2 separate regions of the Capra hircus genome follow, and region 2 is linked to region 1. A link is a contact called in public Hi-C data. All regions are on one chromosome and are shown on one strand. The core of a region is the stretch at or near the end of the contact, and the rest is flanking DNA. Distances in the headings are between cores, read along the strand shown.

The links. Hi-C and Micro-C count contacts between places; a contact is called where the count stands out from the background.
Region 2: a contact with region 1 is called in a Hi-C map of liver, with 2.9 times the contacts expected there. The contact joins the enhancer-like site here to the promoter of PMP22 in region 1. A contact is called at or near these places in 2 of 5 Hi-C or Micro-C datasets (blood and liver).

What each region holds. Positions count from the first base shown.
Region 1 is chr19:32,460,769-32,466,753 of ARS1.2, forward strand. It overlaps PMP22 (peripheral myelin protein 22), which reads right to left and starts at 2,996. Exons shown (of 5, transcript XM_005693588.3): 1 at 2,853-2,996.
Region 2 is chr19:32,646,600-32,652,584 of ARS1.2, forward strand. No RefSeq gene overlaps it. Among named protein-coding and RNA genes, the nearest start is that of CDRT4, 26 kb to the left of the region's middle. Within about 2 kb of position 2,357, at least 3 of the 5 cell types and tissues checked have an H3K27ac peak or open chromatin away from gene starts, as enhancers often do.

The DNA.
Region 1 (5,985 bases), core at 1,746-4,245:
CCTTCCCCACATCCAGACATCAGCACTCGCGCCCCCGGCGGTTCATAGACCCGCAGGTTCTCCATACCAGACCCTTACAAGCCCCGCAGGAACGACGCCGGACAGGCGGTGTTCTGCCAGCTATCGGGGACCGCGCCAGCCCGAAGCCCCCTCGCTCCGCGCTTTCTGGCGCCGTCGATGGAAGATGCCCGCATTCCTCCTCCGTCTCCTCCACTCTCCCGGCCAAAGCACTTACGGCCCAAAGGATAGCTGTCCCCGATCCTCAGAGATCCTCAGAGCTGCCTCGGGCACACACTCCGTGCGTGCGCTCAGCGGCTGGCGTCCGCAAAGACAGCTGCGCTGCGGGGCTACGCGCGCCAAGCGAGGGGCAGGAGGGAGGCTCCCGGCGTTCCCCTTTAACGGGAACAACGCCCTGTCTGCGTCGCTGCAGTAGGGTGTGTCCCTGGGTCAGCGTGTGCAGGGGGGCGGGACTCGGGGAGGGGAGAGAGCAGCGGGAAGAGAGGGAGGGCAGGAGACAGCCTGGGCCTTACGCTGCGCCCCGGGAGAAAGTCGATGACGGCAAAACCACTGGGACTTATCCTGGAAACTAGCAGACCGCGCAGCTTTCTCACCTCCGTTTCCCCTGGTTTCGCTCACTTTACCGAGACCAAGAGTTGACCGATATACTGGCCCCTCCGCCCCCTCCGCCCACGTGAGAAAGTCGACCAGAGGCTGCCCCCGCGGGTGCCCAGCGCCGGGCTCTGGGACGCACGCCTTCGGACCGCGCCCACGCGGAGGTCCAGCCTGGATGCGCCTCCCACGGATAGGGGGAGATGGCACTTAAGCGCAGGCAGACATCCCTCCCCTGGAGTCCTGGCGCCCCTGGCCTGCCCCAGCGTCCTAGCGGGGCTCACCCGCACCGAGCCCGCCCGCGCGATCCCGTCTGCGCCCAGGCGGTGCGCCAGTTGCCTCGGATTCCCGGGACGGATCTAGCGGGCCTGCTTGGGGGAAAGTTGGAGGAGAAGGGGAAAAGGCTGCCCACTGCAGGACAGCGCGCCCGGGGGTCGCTGGGCAAATCCAGACCACAACCGGGTACGCTCCAGACGAGTTTGCTGGCTTGATGCCCGGCCTGGGCTGGCGTCCCCGGCCACAGGGTGGGGAGTTGGCCATTTGAGGTGGGGGAAGAGCAGCCAGGGAAATCAGCTGATTCATAGCCGGCTGAAGGCGGTCCGCCCAGCGTCACGGGGAGAGAGGATAGCCCTTCCGGGCTCAGGGTGGGTGCGCCCCAGTAAGAGGGGAAGACGCTCTGGGAGCCCGCCTTGATGCAGGAACGCGGAGCGGGAAGGTGGGCGTAACAGGTCTGCCTGCCAACGCAGCAGGTCATACACAAGTCATCAGCACCTGCCAGCGCTCTGTGTCACAGAACATCAGCGCTCTGAATGACTCAAATACCCGCATCTACTTATTTTACTATCTGAAAGCAGCTGCCTGTGGTAGCTAATTATACATTCTTCAAGCAAAGATAATTTGGAAAAATTCTTCAAACAATTGTCTTTCAAAAATCCTTAGATTAAAAAGACAATCCTTGGGAAATTTTTGTTCACTGCCCAGTGATACGGCAGGTGGGTTAGCAGGACTCTGAGGTGGTCTGTAAGAGGCGGTGTGGTGCACTGGTTAGCCATGGAGGCTCAAACAAACCGGATTAGCCTGCTTACTCAGGGCTGTGGATTTGGTCAGTTTGCTGAGGTACCGGGTGCTTCAGTTTTCTCATCTGCAAACAGGACTGCGAATGCCCATTCTAAAAGGTAATGGTGTTGATTAAAAGAGATAGTGTGTGAAATACTTAGCATAGTGTCTGGAACCAAATAAAGGATCAGTAGTACCCAGGAAATTGTCACTCTTATTATTAATATTATTTCACATTTAATCCTCACGACAACATTTTAAGGAAAGCCCGACCCCCTAAACTAAAATTGCTTATCAGCCCCCTAGATTGAAAGCACATTTGTAGGTGGGACTAACTAAACTCATGGGAGTGATCACTTTCCTCCTGGGTCATATTCTAGGCTGGGTTTGCCCTGGGAATTATTGCCTGCCTTTGTGCTATCCAGACTTTTTATTTATTAAACCAACATTGACACGATCACCAGGTTCCCGGGACTGTTCTAAGCACTTTATAAATATTAGCATATCTACTCAGGATTTTCTTCCTTTCTTATCTTTTTCCCAGCTAAACTTCTGAATGAAATATAGACATCTAGAAAAGTGCACACAGGGTAAGGCATAGCTCATCTCTTCTTCCTTCCCTTTGCACCCAAGGTTTTCGTCATTAACCACGTCACACAATAGTCACACTGCAGGACATCTGAACCCACCTGTCCCTGTCAATCAGTCACTTCACTGCCCCTCCCCTGCCTCCTGCCCACTCAGCCCCCCAGCTGTGGAAGACAAATGCTGCCGCCTCGGGTGATGTCACCAGCTCGGCCACACCCAGATCCCGGCCAGGGCTCCGTTACGAGTGGAAGCTTCTCCCCAACCTGCTTACAATCCAAGGTCACCTGCCAGCTGTGTGCGTGGAGCTGTTTTCCATCAGGGCAGGCGTGTCTGGTCCCCTTCCTCCCTTCAACTCTGGATGTGCCAGGGTTTCTAGGTGCTCCCAATGGGCTTTTCTGGCCTCCCCAGCCAGAGTGTATATCCAGCTCTTAACCAAGGATTTTAGAAACCCTCGGATTCTCTGGTCATTTCCAACACGCGCGCCATCTCCCCTGCGATCCTTTCCATTTGTGGTTTGCAGGGTGTGGGGCTGGGCAGCAAGTGCTCTGTAAATCATGAGCACACACCATCCAGAGGCACAGTCTGCCAAGACAACTCACCGGGCCAAACAGGGTCACCCCTTCCTCCACGCAGCTCTCTTCACACTCGGACGCGTGTCAGGCAGGCCCCTCCCAGGACAGGGCAGCCGAGACACCAGCAGCTGGCAGGTCTAGTCCTGCTGCTTCCCACCAGGATCCCCGGAATGCGCCCTGGTGGTGCTCCCCAGTAACTGAAGCCAGACCAGGCGTCTATCCAGTTTATTCAGGGGCTGGTCCAATGCTGGGATATGTCATGGTGGCCTGAGAGCGTCTCAGCCTCTACTGTTTAAAGAGACAGCACCCAGCTTTGTGTCCTCACCAGAACACAGTGATCCCAAGAGGCCCTTGGAGCGTGGGCAGCCTGGACTGGAGGGAGAGGAGCTCCAGGTGTGCCCGAAAGCTGGGATGCCGAGGCCATTCTCACCGCCAGTGCCAGCCTGTATCAGAGCAAAGTGATCACCCAGTCCTCAGTGTCCCCCCACCCCCAGTGAAGTCTTCGAAGATGAAACATGGGGTGGGCCAAAAGGTTCGTTCAGGTTTTTCTTTTCAGCGTATACAAAAGCTCAAACAGACTTTGAGGCCAGTGCAGTGCACTATGTGTATAACGTGTGTGCAGGTAGGTTTCACCCTTTATCAACAACATCATTTTAAGGCACTCAGACATTGCACAGGTCATCCCTTCACAGGATCTCAGCAGGGAACCAAATCAGGACCCCCATCCCAGCCCCCAGCCACAAAGGGCCCCCGCCACCTGCCATGACTGTCTAGACCTCTCTCTGCCCTGTCACGCAGGCAGGCATTGACACACAGCTCCTGGAAAAGGGTTCCTACAGCTCTGTCTTCCATGGGCTTTTAATCGAGTCAGGATTAAATGTTGACCTTCAGGAGATAATTCAAATAAATAAGCCTCTGTTGAGAACATTCTAACATGTCGGGCAGGACAGGTTGGAAGAACGATGGAAAAGCTATGGAGAGCCACGCAAAGGAAAGGAGGGTGCTTCTCAGACTCTTTGACGCTTGGACCCCTTCAAGCTTTCAGAAAACATTCTCCAAGGGGTGGGAGAACTGGGAGACTGGGATTGACACATATAACAGATTGACACTGTGTTTAAGGTCGATCACTAATGAGAACCTGCTGCAGAGCACAGGGAATTCTCCTCAATGCCCTGTGGTGACCTGAATGGGAAGGAAAGCCAAGAATGAGGGGATATATGTATACGTATAGTTGATTCACTTTATTGTACAGCAGAAACTGACACAACATTGAAATACAACTGTACTCCAGTAAAAATTAATTTTAAAAAAGAAAGACAGACAATGTCCTGCATCTCTCCCAAGGTCTCTAGGTGGAAGCTTCCGGGCAAGGGGGCTTGGTTTCAGTGAATGAGTTTCCTGAAATTCGGGCAGTTTATCTCCCTCTTCTGTGAAGGGTCCCCCGTCTGGAGCACCCATGCATGCAGGGAGGTCCCTGACACTTTCTGTTCTGTTCTGCTGGACTCCACAGGCAGGAGGGAGTCCTGCCCCCAGGCAGCATCTCCCCAGTCACAGGGAAACCATTTAGCCTGTTGCCATATCTCGGATTTCAACTTTGGCTGCTCCTCAGAATCAGTCCTTGATTGGGAACGTCCTTGCCCAGACCCAGAACCACACATGGACGCGGTGGTCTGGGAGGGGGCTCAGCTGTAGGTCATTTCTAACATTCACCGGGATGTGCCAGCATCCAGTCAGATCGTCACGTGGCGTCAGTTCCATTCAGTTGCTCATTCGTGTCTGCCTCTGTGTGATCCCGTGGACTGCAGCACGCCAGCCTTCCCTGTCCTTCACCATCTCCCGGAGTTTGCTCAAACTCGTGTCCATAGCGTCGATGATGCCATCCAACCATCTCATCCTCTCTAGCCCCTTCTCCTCTTGCCTTCAATCTTTCCCAGCATCGGGGTCTTTTCCAATGAGTCAGTTCTTTGCATCATATGGTGTCAGGTGGCCCCAAATCGAGGTAAGCCCCAGTGCAGGCTGCAGTGTTACACAGCTGTAGTCAGAGTCTGGGCAGGCATAGCAAGGTATACATTGTATGTATACCTGATGTGTGTGTATGTGTGTGTGAGAGAGAGACAGAGACAGAGAGCGAGAAGAGTTTCCCACAGTCCTCTGCTGACATGGTGGTGATGGGGACCAATGAGCATGGTGTCCCAGCAAACCCCCCCCACACCCAGACACCCTGCCTTCCTGGATGCCCCCAGGATCTGACTCTGAAGACTGCACTCCAGAGGCTGCTGCCACTCAGGCCAGCATTCCTGGAGATTCCTGCTTCAGAGCCTAAGAATTCAGAGGAAGGAGACTGGGGCAAGATGGGGTGTGGGGGAAATCAAGGCACAGTAAGACATGGAGTGACTTTCTCAAGATGCCCCATGAGGAAATGGCAGAGGACAGATTCAATCTGGGCACCTGGCTGCAGAGTCCACTCTTGGTACCCACTGCTCTTTGGAGCTTCTTATTGATGTCTGGGGGCCTTCCTGGTGGCTCAGACAGTAAAGAATCTGCCTGCAACATAGGAGACCTGGGTGTGACCCCTAGGTTGGGAAGATCCCCTGGAGAAGGGAATGACAACCCACTCCAGGATTCCCATGGAGAATCTTATGGACAGAGGAGCCTGGTGGGCTACAGTCCATGCAGTCACAAAAAAATAAAGAAGTCAGACGCCACTGAGCGACAAACACACATAGCTGTCTGGATTCACAGTACATCTAAACCTTCATGGTGCTTCCATAGATGTCGTGTGATCTAATTCCCTTTTTCCACCAAAGATACTGACACGTTTTATCTGTTTATACATCCCAGTTTATTTTCTCATTAAAAAAAAAAAAAAAAGTAAGAGAACATCCTACAACCTCTACCCATTGCCCCAACCTGTGTGGCCCCCATTCCCAGGGCCCTGACTCACCCTGCCTCCGAGCTGTCAGCGTCACTCACCCGTGCAGCCAGCACAAGGTGGACCCAGCACACGGCTGGTAGTTTGATTCCATGAGACCATCACTGCTCTCTACAGGGAGCAGAATCAGAGCAGATGCATGGAAGTGAGAGGCAACCCTTGTCTTCTGCACTTAGAGTGGCCAAAATGCCATTTCGTATAGTATCTTATTTGAAGGGAATCAGGACT
Region 2 (5,985 bases), core at 1,107-3,606, 190 kb after region 1:
CCACCCAGCCTTGCAGTGTCTCTCCACCCAGGAGGCCTCCTCGGGGCCTGAGCAGTGAGATGCCAGCTACGTGGAATTGCTCCACACGGTTTCCCTGGTGGTTCAGATGGTAAACAGTTCGCCTGCGGTACGGGGGACCAGAGTTTGATCCCTGGGTCAGGAAGATCCCCTGGAGAAGGAAATGGCAACCCACTCCAGTATTCTTGCCTGGAAAATCCCATGGTTGGAGGAGCCTAGCAGGCTACAATCCATGGGGTTGCAAAGAGTCGGACACGACTGAGTGACTTCACTTCACTTTTGGTCTACAATATTGGTCTCTGCCATACATTAATATATGTACACATGTGTCCCCTCCCCCTTCAATTTCCCTCCCTGGATGTGACTTTCATGATGAAATGTTACCAGGGTCACTTGGATTCAGAGGAGAGAAAGAATGGAATTTTTTTTTCATACTCATTTTTGTTTGTGGAGAAGCAGAATCCAGAAAGGCCAGGTCATAAAGACACGAGCCTCTCAACACCACTCCAAGGGGTTGAGACCGCAATTATCCTAAAATCCATCTTTCATCAGCCTCTCCCTTGCTCTGGGGTCTCCAGGCACAGGGAGGCTCAGGGATGCCCACAGCAGGTCATCAGTGCAGAGGCAACAGCAAGAAGAGAGAAGATGGAGAAGGGAATGGCAACCCACTCCAGTATCCTTGCCTGGAGAATCCCATGGACAGAGGAGCCTGGTGGGCTGAAGTCCATGGAGTCACAAAGAGTCAGACACAAATGAGCAACTGAGCATGTCAAATAATCTACCCGCGGAGATCTCTGAAAGGACACTGAGTTTGCCAGTCATTTCCGTAGGACCCTTCTTTGCTGCTGTTTGGGTTTCTCTCTCCCATCCCATCACCCTACACCAATTACAAGCTTTCCATGACCCCAAAACCATATCCCACTCAACTTCATGTCCCCATTCATTCATTCCCAAATATAACATTAATATTTGTATTTCCCAGCACCTAACACAGGTGCTGGCACAAAGCTGGTGGTCAATGAATACGAGTTGCTGGCCATACTGTGGCGAAGGGGACTGGCCTCCACAGGGAGAACAGTGGCTGAGAGTGCAGGCCAGAGGTCAGAACACTCAGGTCTCTAGCAGAGACCAGCTGCGTGACCCTGGGCAGAACCAACCGCTCTGAGCTCCCCTCACCTTATCAAGTTATGATGATATTTATAGAACCTCACAGCATGAGCAATGCCATGAACGTTAACTGAATTAGTCCAGTAGTAGTAGTTGTTTAGTCGCTAAGTCGTGTCTGACTCTTGAAACCCCATGGACTGTAGCCCGCCAGGCTCCTCTGTCCATGGGATTCTCCAGGCAAGAATACTGGAGTGGGTTGCCATTTCCTTTTTCAGGGGATTTCCCGACCCAGGAATCGAACCCAGGTCTCCTGCACTGCAGGCAGATGCTCTGAGGGAAGCTACCTCACAGCGCAGCACACAGTAAACAGTATGTCAGTGCTGCTCGTGTATTCATTTATTCGGCTGTGGCAGGTCTTCAGTGCGGCACTAGAGGTCCAAAGGTAAGCTGCCTCAAGGCATGTGGGATCTTAGTTCTAGTTCCCTGACTAGGGAGGGAACCCACATCCCCTGTATTGCAAGGCAGATTCTTAACCACTGGACCCCCAGGCAAGTCCCAGTGCTGATTATTTTTAATATCCACTGTGTGCTTCATATATTACCTACTTTGTCTCATTAAATCTCCAAACAACTTCCTGAGTTGATGTCGCCAACCCCTCCTTAGAGATTCATGTTACGGTTTGACAGAAAACAACAAAATTCTGCAAAGCAATTATCCTTCAATTAAAAAAAATAAGTAAATTAAAAAAAAAACAGAGGTAGAAGCTGGACTGCTTGGCCGGTAAGCGGCAGAGACAGAACATGAGTTCCGAGCCTGGTCTCACACCCAGTCTCTTTCTATTCCGTCTGCAAATTAGGCCGAGATAATCCTCAGCCGAGAACAACTGCAGGTGCTCACAGAGGACCCCTCAGGCACTAAGAGTCCAAAGCAGGGGCCAACATCACATCAGGATCCACCCCCAAAACAAGGGGTTCAGAGCTGTGATCAAGTCCCAACTTCCACCCGCCATGGTTGCAACCCTGGACACTCTGTCAGCACCCCAGCCAAGCTCAAAAGCCTCTTCATTCCATCAGCCCCAAGGCATCCCAAGCCTCCAGTGCCCCCAGAATGTCTGCCTCCCCCCACCCCGCCGCCGGCTCTCAGCCAGACCGCCAGCATGCCAGCCGTGCCCACGTACTGGAAAGCAGATGACAGCTGGCAGAAAACTTAGACCATGTCCGGGACAGGATGTTACTGCGCCTTTCTGAATCCTAAGCGTTCCTTCAGGCCCAGGATGCCAAACAGTTAAACACTGTCAGCACTAATGCTAGTGAATTAGAAGCAACCATCTATTAATAGAACCTATTAATAGAACCCTGGCTACAACCAAGCTCATTGGGGAAGTACTCCAGGCTTGACTAGTGATGTCTGTCAGGGCCCAGGAAGGTGGGCAGCACATAGGTACACATTTGCCAGCCCTTCTTCAGGCCAAGGGTCTACACATGAGGAGTCAGGTATTGAGGAAACACGTGGTACCCAAGGGGTTTGTCATGGGGGGGTGGGGGGAGACGCATGACAGTGGTCTCTGCCTTCAACAAGGAATGCAAGGAGGTGAGAAATCAAATAAAAATATAAATGCCAAAGATGTGTAGGGAAAATTGCTCTGTTCCTTTGTACTTGAATTTTTTACGGTGTGGGTTTTTCAGGGACTTTTTTCTAGTTTTCTCAATATGCGCTTTTTTGTCTCTTGGTTTCATCGGGTCTTAGTTGCAGCATGTGGGATAGTGAGCTCAAGTTCCAGAGCACGCAGGCTTAGCTGCCCTGAGGCTTGTGGGATCTTGGTTCCCCTACCAGGGATGGAAACTGTCCCCTGCATTAAAAGGTGGACTCTTAACCACTGGACTACCAGGAAAGTCTGGGAGGGATTGCCTGCCTCTCTCTGGGTTCCTCCTCCCCATCTCAGCATCAGAAACTGCCTGCAGGTGGAAATCCAAGGCAACTAAAAGGCTCACTTCATTTTTATCCCTTTTCTCAGGCACCACCATTGTGCACCATTTGTGGTACGATGCCAAGGTAGTAGAGGAAATTATTTTATGTATCTTGTTGAGCTTTACCATTGTTTACAATGAGAGGTTCAGTCCAGTCCTTGCTACCACATCATGGAAGTCCCCCACAACATGTATTTGTAGTTTAGTCTGTGTTTAGATCAGCACAGTCAATCCTAAAGGAAACCAACCAACCCTGAATGTTAACTGAAAGGACTGATGCTGAAGCTGAAGCTCCAGTACTTTGGCCACCTGATGCAAAAAACCGACTAATTGGAAAAGACCCTGATGTTGGGAAAGATTGAGGGCAGGAGAAGGGGGTGACAGAGGATGAGATGGTTGGATGGCATCACCAACTTAATGGACATGAGTCTGAGCAAACACTGGGAGACAGTGAAGGACAGGGAAGCATGATGGGCTGCAGTCCATGGGGTCACGGGCAGTCAGACACAACTTAGCGACTGAACTACAAAACAACAACAATAGTTATTTCTGAGCATTTTTAGAGGTTCATCCAGTTGAGAGTCCCACCAGTGATGTGTGAGAATGCCTGGTCCAGGAGCATGTGTAAATCAATCCTATGTATTGAGGAGGCTATACCAGGCTCCTACCAGTCTCCTCTGTCCATGGGATTTTCCAGGTAATAGTCCTGGAATGGACTGCCATTTCCTTCTCCAGGGGATCTTCCCAACCCAGGACTCAAACCCGGGTCTCTCACATTGTAGACAGACGCTTTACCGTCTGAGCCACCAGGGAAGTGGCTGGCACATAAGTTATCATTTAATTCCCACAATTCTGTGAGGTGGGTTTTATTGTCCGAGTTTTTCAGACAAGGAAACCAGGCTTGAAGGGATTGTTGTTGTTTAGTCACGAAGTTGTGTCTGACTCTTTGCAAACCCAGAGACTGTATAGCCTGCCAGGCTCCTCTGACAATGGGATTTCTCAGGCAAGAATACTGGAGTGTGTTGCCATTTCCTTCTCAGTGTCCAAATTCCTGCCTTGTGGTGTGGGGCCTCATGACTTTTTGTTGTTGTTGAAACTCACTTTATTTTTAAAAAGTCATGAACAATAAGTTATCATTATTTCCCCTTTTTATATCTCCATCACTTTTAACCTTGCTAATCCCTTCAAGGGCTTCCCAGGTGGCTTAGTGGTAAAGAATCTACCTGCCAATGCAGGAGACGTGGGCTTGATTCCTGGGTTGGGAATATCCCCTGGAGAAGGCGGGACCCAATAAGATGCAGAAAGAGCTTCTATTTTGTTCCTGGAGCTGGAAAAGCCTTCATGAAAATTAGTGTTTCCTTCCTTTATGCTTCTCTGGCTCATTTCACATCCTCTATGAGACAAGCTTTAAAAATACTACTGTTCATTCCGGTTAAGACTGTAGCAGTCAGCTTGGGCTGCGGTAACAAAGCAGCATAGACAAGGTGGCTTAAGCTAATAGAAGTTCACCTCTCACAGTTCCAGGAGGATGGAAGTCCAAGATCAGAGTGCCAATGGATTCAGCTGGACCTGCAGACAGACAGTTTCTCTGTGTCCTCACATGGCCTTTCCTCGGCGTGGGCACAGGAAGTGATCTCTCTTCCTGTTATTATAAGGCCACCTATAAGGACCCATCCTGCCTTATTTAACCTCTTAGTTACCTCCTAAAAGCTCTGCCTCCAAATAGTCACAGTGGTTAGGTTTTCAGCATAGAATGTGTGTATGAGCTTAGTCACTCAAGTCATTTCCAACTCTTTGTGACCCCAAAGATGGCAGCCCACCAAGTTCCTCTGTCCATGGGGTTCTCCAGGCAAGAATACAGGAGTGGGTTGCCATTTCCTCCTCCAGGGGATCTTCCCAACCCAGGGATGGAAACTGCGTCTCTTATCTCTTCTGCATTGGCAGACAGGTTCTTCACCACTAGCGCCACCTGGGTAGCTCACGTTTATATCTCCTGCTGGTCTGTTTCTCTGACTGATACAAGCAGATACACACATACACAACGAATTACTAGGCAGTGTCCTATGCGCTATGATTGGGGAAGCATCGCACATGGTACCTGGCAGTGTAACTCAAGCCTCAGTCAGACTCGCCAGATCTGAGTCTTGGCACCATCATATACCAGACACACCATGAACTTGGGTGAATTCCTACATTCTGCAGGCCTGTTTCCTTATGTGTAAAATGGTGAGAGTATCTCCCTCTTGAGGTTATCGCAAGGGGTCAAAGAGGTTCTTATCTTGCTTGAGAACACACCACCAGTAAGGACAAAGCCAGGTTTTACACTCAAGACTGTCTGCCTCCAGTGCGTGTTCCCTTAGCCCTATGCTGAATCACCTTCTCCTTGGGAATTACACTTCAGCTGTTCTTTTTTTTCATATTTATTTATCTGGCTGTCAGGTCTTAGTAGCGACACACGGGATTTTCACTGCAGTGTGCAGGCTTCTCTAATTGTGGCTTCAAGACTCCAGAGTGCATGGGCTCAGTACCTGAAGCTCTGGGCTTATTTGCCCCACATGTGGAATCTCAGTTCCCTGACCAGGGATCAAACCTGCATCCCCTGCATTGGAAGGCAGATTCTGAGCCACCTGATGGCCAGGAAGTCCCACAGCTGTTTGTCCTTCAACAGGCACGTTTGCCAAAGGCAGCCCATACATTGTTATGGCTTCAACTCTGCTCTGCAGAGAGGCCTCATAAATTCCTAGCTTTTGCCCAGTCCTAATGGAAATCCATCGTTCCATTGCATCCTGGTACCTGGATGTAAACACTGGCTTCAAACCAAACACATCTTACATTCAAACTCATCATCTTCCCCTGACACTGACCAGTCCTGGCTTCACCTGTCTCTAGTTGT